Regions from separate parts of the Zea mays genome. Here region 1 is linked to region 2. Evidence: chromatin contacts called from public Hi-C data. All regions are on one chromosome and are shown on one strand. The core of a region is the stretch at or near the end of the contact, and the rest is flanking DNA. Distances in the headings are between cores, read along the strand shown.

Region 1 (3,585 bases), core at 196-2,695, 170 kb after region 2:
GTTTTGATCATAGCAACCAGCAGCTTATATCAACGACATTCAAAATTTATAGCAAAGCAAGAACATAAATAGATAAATCAAGTGATCCATCTTGTCACAACAAGTTAGCCAGCACCTGAAAATAAAACAATAATCCTAATATCAACAGTTCAACGCAGAAGGGTTGCCAGGGATGAAGCCTAAACAAAACAGAGTAAAAATCAACCTACATAAGCAGTACCTGATAATTCTTTGGAGCGGTCCGAATGGGAGTTGCAGAGGCATTGGCAGATTCATCTTCTTCAGCCTCGCCCCCAGCAGCAAATATGCCGCTTCCTGTCATCTCCTTCCACTTGGGAGCAGAGCATGGTTTCCTGAAGGGGGAAAAGGAACGGCTTGGTGAGCCACAGCTCCCTCCGTGTACTAATCTGAAATCTTAATAATCAATGAAACTATGACGATATACAGAACTTGACAAAACATGGACAAATCAGGAGACTTGTGACCAACACAAATTCATCGATTGTGCACTAGAGCCGTATTAGTTGTTTAAACAGTGCAAGTGATCTTGAACGAAACTATGTTTAGCAACTCGTCTTCAGCATACCTTATTAGCTGAAAATTTTGAAGGATGCGATCAGTTTTCGATACTCCAACATAGTTGGTGAGATGGCAATTACATGAACAGCTAAACCATAGTCACATTACGGTAATACTACTAGCAAAACTTTTTCAGGAGCCTATAGAGCAGAACCGAGAAAGAAACTCTAAAAGAACAGAATTAAGACTTTGGCGCGCAAATCTCAGCAAACCTCAAATCCAACGAATTTCTCCACCCACAGCAGCACAGATCAACAACGGCACATACAAAAGAAATAACAGTGCCCAAAGTTGTGCCGTAAATCTCGGGAGATCTGGTCGCCAAGGCCAGAAGGTCGTCATCAGGCAACAGAATAAGAACAGAACACAAAATCCCACCCCCACCCTGGCAAGAGAATATGGCCGGGCAAACGCCCGGAAGCTCACCTCTTGTTGAGGCTCTCGGCCTCCTCCTCCGTCACCTGCCCGCCGAACACCACCTTCCTGAGCGCCTCCGACGGCTGCACCGAACAGAGAACAGAAAGGTTCAGGCAGGGTGAAGTCCTCCCACAAATCAGCCAGTGTACCTGGGGCGCCCAGTGGGGAAGCGAAAGGAAGGCGCTCACCTGATGCGGCCGGCGGTTGGATGGCGGCGTGGCCCCGGCGGGCGACTCCTGCGGCGCCCCCTCCGGCCAGATCAGCAGGTCCGCCGTCGACGTGTGAGACTTCCTCACCGGTGCCGGCCTCTCCATGTCGCCCTCCTCTCCCACCGCCTCTTCTTTCCTTCGCACACCCTTCTGTCTCTCGCTCTCCTGCTGGGGACGGACGGGGTGCTGTGCTCCTTGGCCTTGGTTTCTCTCTCTAGCTCGCTGGGGGCCGGCAGCCGTGGTTTCTCTCTCTAAAAAGGCGAGGGGAGGCGAGGCTGGGAGTGGAGTGTGGAGTCGAATGGAAGGAAGGTGCGGGGTCGCTGTGTGGTGCTTACGGGCCCCCACACTCTTTCAAAGAGCCCACTGCGCACGCACCGGCACACCACCACCCACCCTCCGCAGCCAATGACACGCAGGACCGGGCGTCGGCCAGCCGATCTCCGCGAGGCGCTGCCAGCCGGGGCCCGCGGCGGGAGGGTTGACCCCGTGACGGCCGGACGGGACGGGACGCCCGGTAGCTATCACGTTCGCGACGCCGTACGCTGCGGCCGTGTCAGTATTTGAAATTTTGAACGCTTGCGGGCGGCTCGCACGGAACGGGGGGCCGGGCGGTCCCGTAACGGTCGCCGTTTCTGTCTCCTCTCTCTTTCTCTCCTGTTTGTTCTGTCAGCCACGGACACGGGCAGGACCAGCCAGGCTGCAGGCTGACAACAAGTCAAGAATGTTCTGGATCTTGTATTCATGTGCCATGCAAGTACGGCTACTCCGTACGTGCTACGGTTGATTTTAATGTTGTGTAATTTCCCTCCTGTTTTAAACGTTCAACCACTATTTTATTTTGGACTGATTAGTTTATCTTAAACATCGCATATTTAAAAAGTGGCGGCAGTAGAAAACTTGGTCCAGGCGACTTCCCTCTTTATGCGGAGGGAAAAGGAGCACGCACTGTTTTTTTTACCATGGAAGATAAAGATATCGTAGACTTAGGTTGTGTTTGAATGCACTATAGCTAATAATTAGTGGCTAAATTAGTTAATAGTTATGTAGCTATTTGTTAGTTAGCTAATTTCGCTAATAATTTTTAACCAATTAACTATTAGTTCTAATGCATTCAAACACCGCTTAGGCTATTTTTAGTGCAAAATTTTACCTTTTCTCTATAAAAAAACATCCTAACGGTGTTTTTATTCGGCTTTCTGAACCAAATCCGTTGCTACAAATAAGGAATTTCAATCAAACGAGTACAATATTAGAATAGACTTATGAAAATCTATATATTTCAATATTTCAATCCATTATCACCTTATACCCTAATGTTTCCGGCCAGATTACTATCGTCTATGTTATAAGCTATCATGCTCCTATATAATTTACAGGTGACATTTGTTTCAACCAAATATATTTTAGCTTTTCCATAACCATCAACTCGCAGCAGCTTTCTCGCAACTAACTACTACAATCATGTTTTTTATAAATCTACAACTAAACAAAACATACCTTAAGTCCCTCTACCATATAAAGCACCAGTTTGAACCGTAGTTGGTTTACACGATTCACATTCATCATCATCATCACCATCCCTCTTCGCGCTTTAAAAAAACAAGGTAAAATTATACACAAGTGGAGGGTAAAATTTGATTGTGGGCTCCACAATTACACCCACATAACCAACAAAATACGCAGCAAAGTCTATCCATGTGATATGATCATCCATAAAACTCTCTCTATCTCTCTCTCTCCTTATTAAGACCCTCTTTGTTAGGGCTCTAGCATCAACAACTTTAACTCTGGCTTTGGCTCCTCTGCAAAAATAGCTCCCTCCTTTTTTTTATGAAGACCATTTAGAGGAGCACCCCATTTGGTTCGAGAAAGGCTATTTTAGAGACCCAGTTGTGCGTGGGGAAGATCCGAGGCTACCCACGAAAAGAGTTTGGCCCCTTACATGGACGTCATTGCGAGGGAATCCGACCAGAACTAGGGAGCTTGCACGAGATACCTTCGTAAAAATATTGGAGTGGTCAACTAGAAATTGTATCTTACATTGGAGTGGTCAACTAGAAATTGTATCTTACCACCTTTTAGCTTTCAGGTTTATATTATATACCTTGGTTGCGTGTTTTATCTTTCTATCTTAGCTGATAGGCTAGTTGATAAGTTCAGAAACTAGGCTACGTAACTCTTTGCGGTAGAGATAGTAGCACATCTAATCAAAATTATACTTGCATATATATATATATATATATATATATATATATATATATATATATATATATATATATAGTTTATTTATTGCAGAGGTTTTGGATAGGCACATATTAGATTACGTAGTGTGCGAAATAAATTTTAAGTTGACCACTTCACCCTCCTTTTAGGCGCCACA
Region 2 (3,857 bases), core at 1,036-3,535:
ATGATTACAGTTACACCTTATGCTAAAACCTCTTATGCTTGAGGACTGAGCCGTAGCCCAGTTGGTTCGTTCACCAGGTGTGCGAGCGATCGGGCGTGGGTTCAATCCCAAGGATCGATACCCCGTGCCTCACTTTAGATCTTGTTCGGTTATTCCAGTTACATGTGTATTGGAATAGATTGGGATGGATTTTGACTTGTAATGGATTTAAACCAACTCAATACCACCCAATCCACATGGATTAATGGTGAAACGAACAAGCCCTTTTAGGGTACCACACACGCGTGCGCGTTCCATGGTACCACGTGTTTCTCACACACTAGAGGTCTAGACCTCTAAATCCCTCTTTAATGTATGTATTAGACACACGTGTGTGTGCGTGTGTTGTGTAGTGGTGTGAGTTTGTGGCGTCGTTGTACCCTATAAAAAACTATTATGCTTGGAGTCCTATTCTCAATCAGTCAGCAGCACCAAAGTAACAGTCATCTTTCATTTCTAAAGTCTAAACTCGAGTGTGAGCTGCGGGGTGTCTTGTAATAAGTGCAGACTGATGCCTCTTCTATGAAGAGGTCTGAAGCCAGAATTTTTTTCCCATTACCTAAAAAAAGCATTCATTGCAAACTTTTTTTAGTAAAATTAAAACATAAGATAGTTAGGTCGCCTCTAGACAAATCATCTAGCTTTTTCCCGGTCAAAAGAAGTGACCTGTTCTGCCTTTATATATGTAATAGCGACACTCTGGTAACCAACCAGTAGAAACGTATACATCCAAAGACACAAAAATAGACCCCGAAGGCGATATTTCAGCTGCTCATAGCCCCAACTACAAACCTAATCCACCGCTCAAAACACCAACAGCTAACTGTTATCAGGTCATGCAAATAATCAACGACTAAAGCTTACATCCACATAATTTTGACTCCTAAAAGTTTCCTAGACTGGTAGACAACCCTAAACCAACCTCCAGGTGCTGTAGCATATGCCGCTGAACCTATGCGATCGATAGCAGCATTAAAAGCAGGCGGCCACCGGCCAGCGACCCTATTATTCTGCAACTAAATAGTTATAGGCCAGCACGTCCCTATCGCAAATGGCACTGCTGCTGGGAGACAATTCTTTTTTTTTCTAAATAGCATTCAAGCGATTTGCTTTGTTTCCGTGATCATATTGTATCTTCAGGGCCCATCAATTGTTATGATTGTAGATGAAGAATTAATGCGATGATATTCAGGACCATACAGCGATCGACATGCATTCGATTCGATCTGCTGTGTCGAATCCACAGGAACAAGAACAGGAACAAATCTAAGTACCTCACCGATCTACTAGAACAACATGCATCTCTTATCAGGAAAAAAAAACAGAATATGAAGAAACATGCCTAGCTATTGTATGGCAAGCGTGCATTAGAACTCTCTTCCGGACAAATAAAAAAACCACGAGTTTTGTCAAAGAAGCTGAATCGTGGAAAGGGAAAGTGGCTTGAAGTTTCACCGTCAGGTGCTTTTAATGAGCACGAACTCGCATCTAAATTCTGGAATGAAAGATGCAACGTGTGGTTTTGTACCTCGACTCGGTTCCAAATAAAGCAAGATCTTAACACGGAGTGCCCCAAAAAAGAGAACGACCAAAATCTTACTACTTTTGATTTTGAGAAGGACCAAAAGAGCGAGCAATCTTGTCCCAGCAGTCTTTTGGCACTGCCCGAGCCTCCTAAGAACATAGATTCCACAGACGTACAGAGCGTGGGGAAAGATCACAGAACAGGGGGAGGGAGGGAGGGAGGGAAAGGCTGCGGAGTCTTACTTCCAGACGTCGTGCTCCCGGTCGGCAGCCGCGGCGGCGGCCGTGCGGCGGGAGGCGGGCATGGGGGTTAGCCACTGGGAGTAGTCGCGGTCGAAGAACTCCCAGTCCGGGAGCAGGACGCCGGCGATGGCGAGGATGCCGAAGCCGTACGTGACCGCCGCCTTGCGCAGCGACGCCGTGGCCAGCCCCGTGAGCGCCACGGCCGCCGCCAGCGCCACGAGGCTACGCCGTAGCATCTCGTCCCTCCCCATGCCGCCCGCAGCTCCCGGACCCTCGGCCGCCAGCCGATCCCCCAACCCACTCGCTCCTCCTCCTTCCCCTGGCGACACGAAACGAGAAGCGCGTGCGCCCTGCGCTGCTGCTACCGCTGCCGCTGCCGCTGCCGCCGCCTGCCTCGGTTTCCTTCCCGTCCCGTCCCCCTGGCGGCCTGGCCTGGCCCCGGTTTGGCTGGCTAGGCTCGCTTCGCTTGCTGCCGTGGCGGGATGGTCTCTCTGCGACTGCGCGTAGGCTTCTGGCGCCGCGACATGGACTGGACTCGGTCTATTTTTATGGCGTGGGCGGAGGTGGGGTTTGGGCGTTTAGCAGGCAGGCAGGCAGGCATGTGGGGCCAGCCAGTGGATCAGCAGGGCGCTGTCAGGAGTTATCAGGCAGCTTAGCCGAGAAAAACCAAACGCACTCCACACGTAACACGTTCAGCCGGGCCGGGCGGAAAATGCAGCTTCAAAAGCACGGGGCATCGCGTATTCAACTTTGAAGATTTTGCTGGAAATCCTCGCTTTCACGATGGACCAATTATATGCCTTGTCTTCGTAGAATGCAAGCAGTCTCTTGTCTGTACTTGCCATTTCACGTTTTAGACAAACCTGAGTCCGAGATTTTAGACCTTCAGAGTTACAAATAACGCATGAAATGTGATTTGAGAAATAGCTTGGCTGGTTGGGTTGATTATAGCAGAACGGACATGTACTCGGCTTCGCTAGTTTCTCGCGTTTTTTTTTTTTTGCTATTTTTTTATTCTAGATTAAGGGCTTCTTTAGAACGCAATAATTTCATAGGAATGGTATAAAAATTTCACAAAATTTAGTTCAAAAACACATAAAAAAGCACATGATTCAGGATTTTCATCCTTTGATCCAAAGAGGCATAATAGGGTTATTCTTTCAATGATGAACAATGTGGGCTCCTTTGGAACACAGAAAATTCACAGGAATAGTATACAAAATTCACAGGAATTAGTTTAAAATAATCCTTTGATCCAAAGAAGGACTACGTTTTTCGACACAGTAAGACTAATGGCCAGAGTAAGCTCATATTTCAGAGCCTTGTCATTCACTTGTGGCCTTGTGTGGGGTTTGAATCTAACAACTACGAAAATAGTTTAGAATTACTAAAAAAACAAATTTTTGAGTGACGACATGTGCCCTCGCTTTACTCTGCCTCTCTCGCAGGAGTCGCTATTGATTCGGCGGCCCAGAAAACATATCTCATCGGCAGATTGATTACCCAATGAACGTACTATCATTCTCTGTGGTTTGCACGCTAACATTTGCTTTTGCGCGCGGGTAGAAAGAAACGTGACTTTTTCACGTGCCTGCGTAACCACGTCAGCAGAGTTAGTAGGACTGTGGCGCAGGTAGTTAATCCGCGGGCGATTCTATTAGGTATTCTGGTTGAGCTAACTGTGTGTCGACGGTGGGCCCCGTCGGAGAAGCTAAAAAAATTTGACCATCTCTCTCCATCCTTTCTCATTTTCTGTCTCCCTCTCCCTCCATACGTTTTCTCATTTATATCGTGTCATCGTGTGGTGCCGTGCCTGCTGCGTCGCATCTTCCTTGCATAGCGAGGCGAAAGCCTGCAGGTGGTTGGAGTCGGCTAGTAGCCTAGTATAGTACCCAAGTTGATCCCGCCATCGGAGACGCGACAGCCGGTCATGCGACGGGACAAAAAAAAAATGCTGTGTACCACTACCACCACAACGCAAGGTTCTCTTCTCCTCTAGGTCCCAGGCAGTCAGTGATCACGAGGAACACGCTTCCTTCCGAGACGAGATG

Evidence for each region. Hi-C and Micro-C count contacts between places; a contact is called where the count stands out from the background.
Region 1: a Hi-C map of ear shows a contact between it and region 2, with 1.7 times the contacts expected there. The contact joins the promoter of LOC100274081 here to the promoter of LOC100278684 in region 2. A contact is called at or near these places in 2 of 25 Hi-C or Micro-C datasets (ear and leaf).

The regions. Positions count from the first base shown.
Region 1 is chr2:219,205,403-219,208,987 of Zm-B73-REFERENCE-NAM-5.0, forward strand. It overlaps LOC100274081, which reads right to left and starts at 1,446. Exons shown (of 4, transcript NM_001148460.1): 1 at 1,006-1,446; 2 at 221-353. The coding sequence starts at 1,310.
Region 2 is chr2:219,037,776-219,041,632 of Zm-B73-REFERENCE-NAM-5.0, forward strand. LOC100278684 reads right to left here and starts at 2,286. Exons shown (of 2, transcript NM_001291592.1): 1 at 1,807-2,286. The coding sequence starts at 2,057.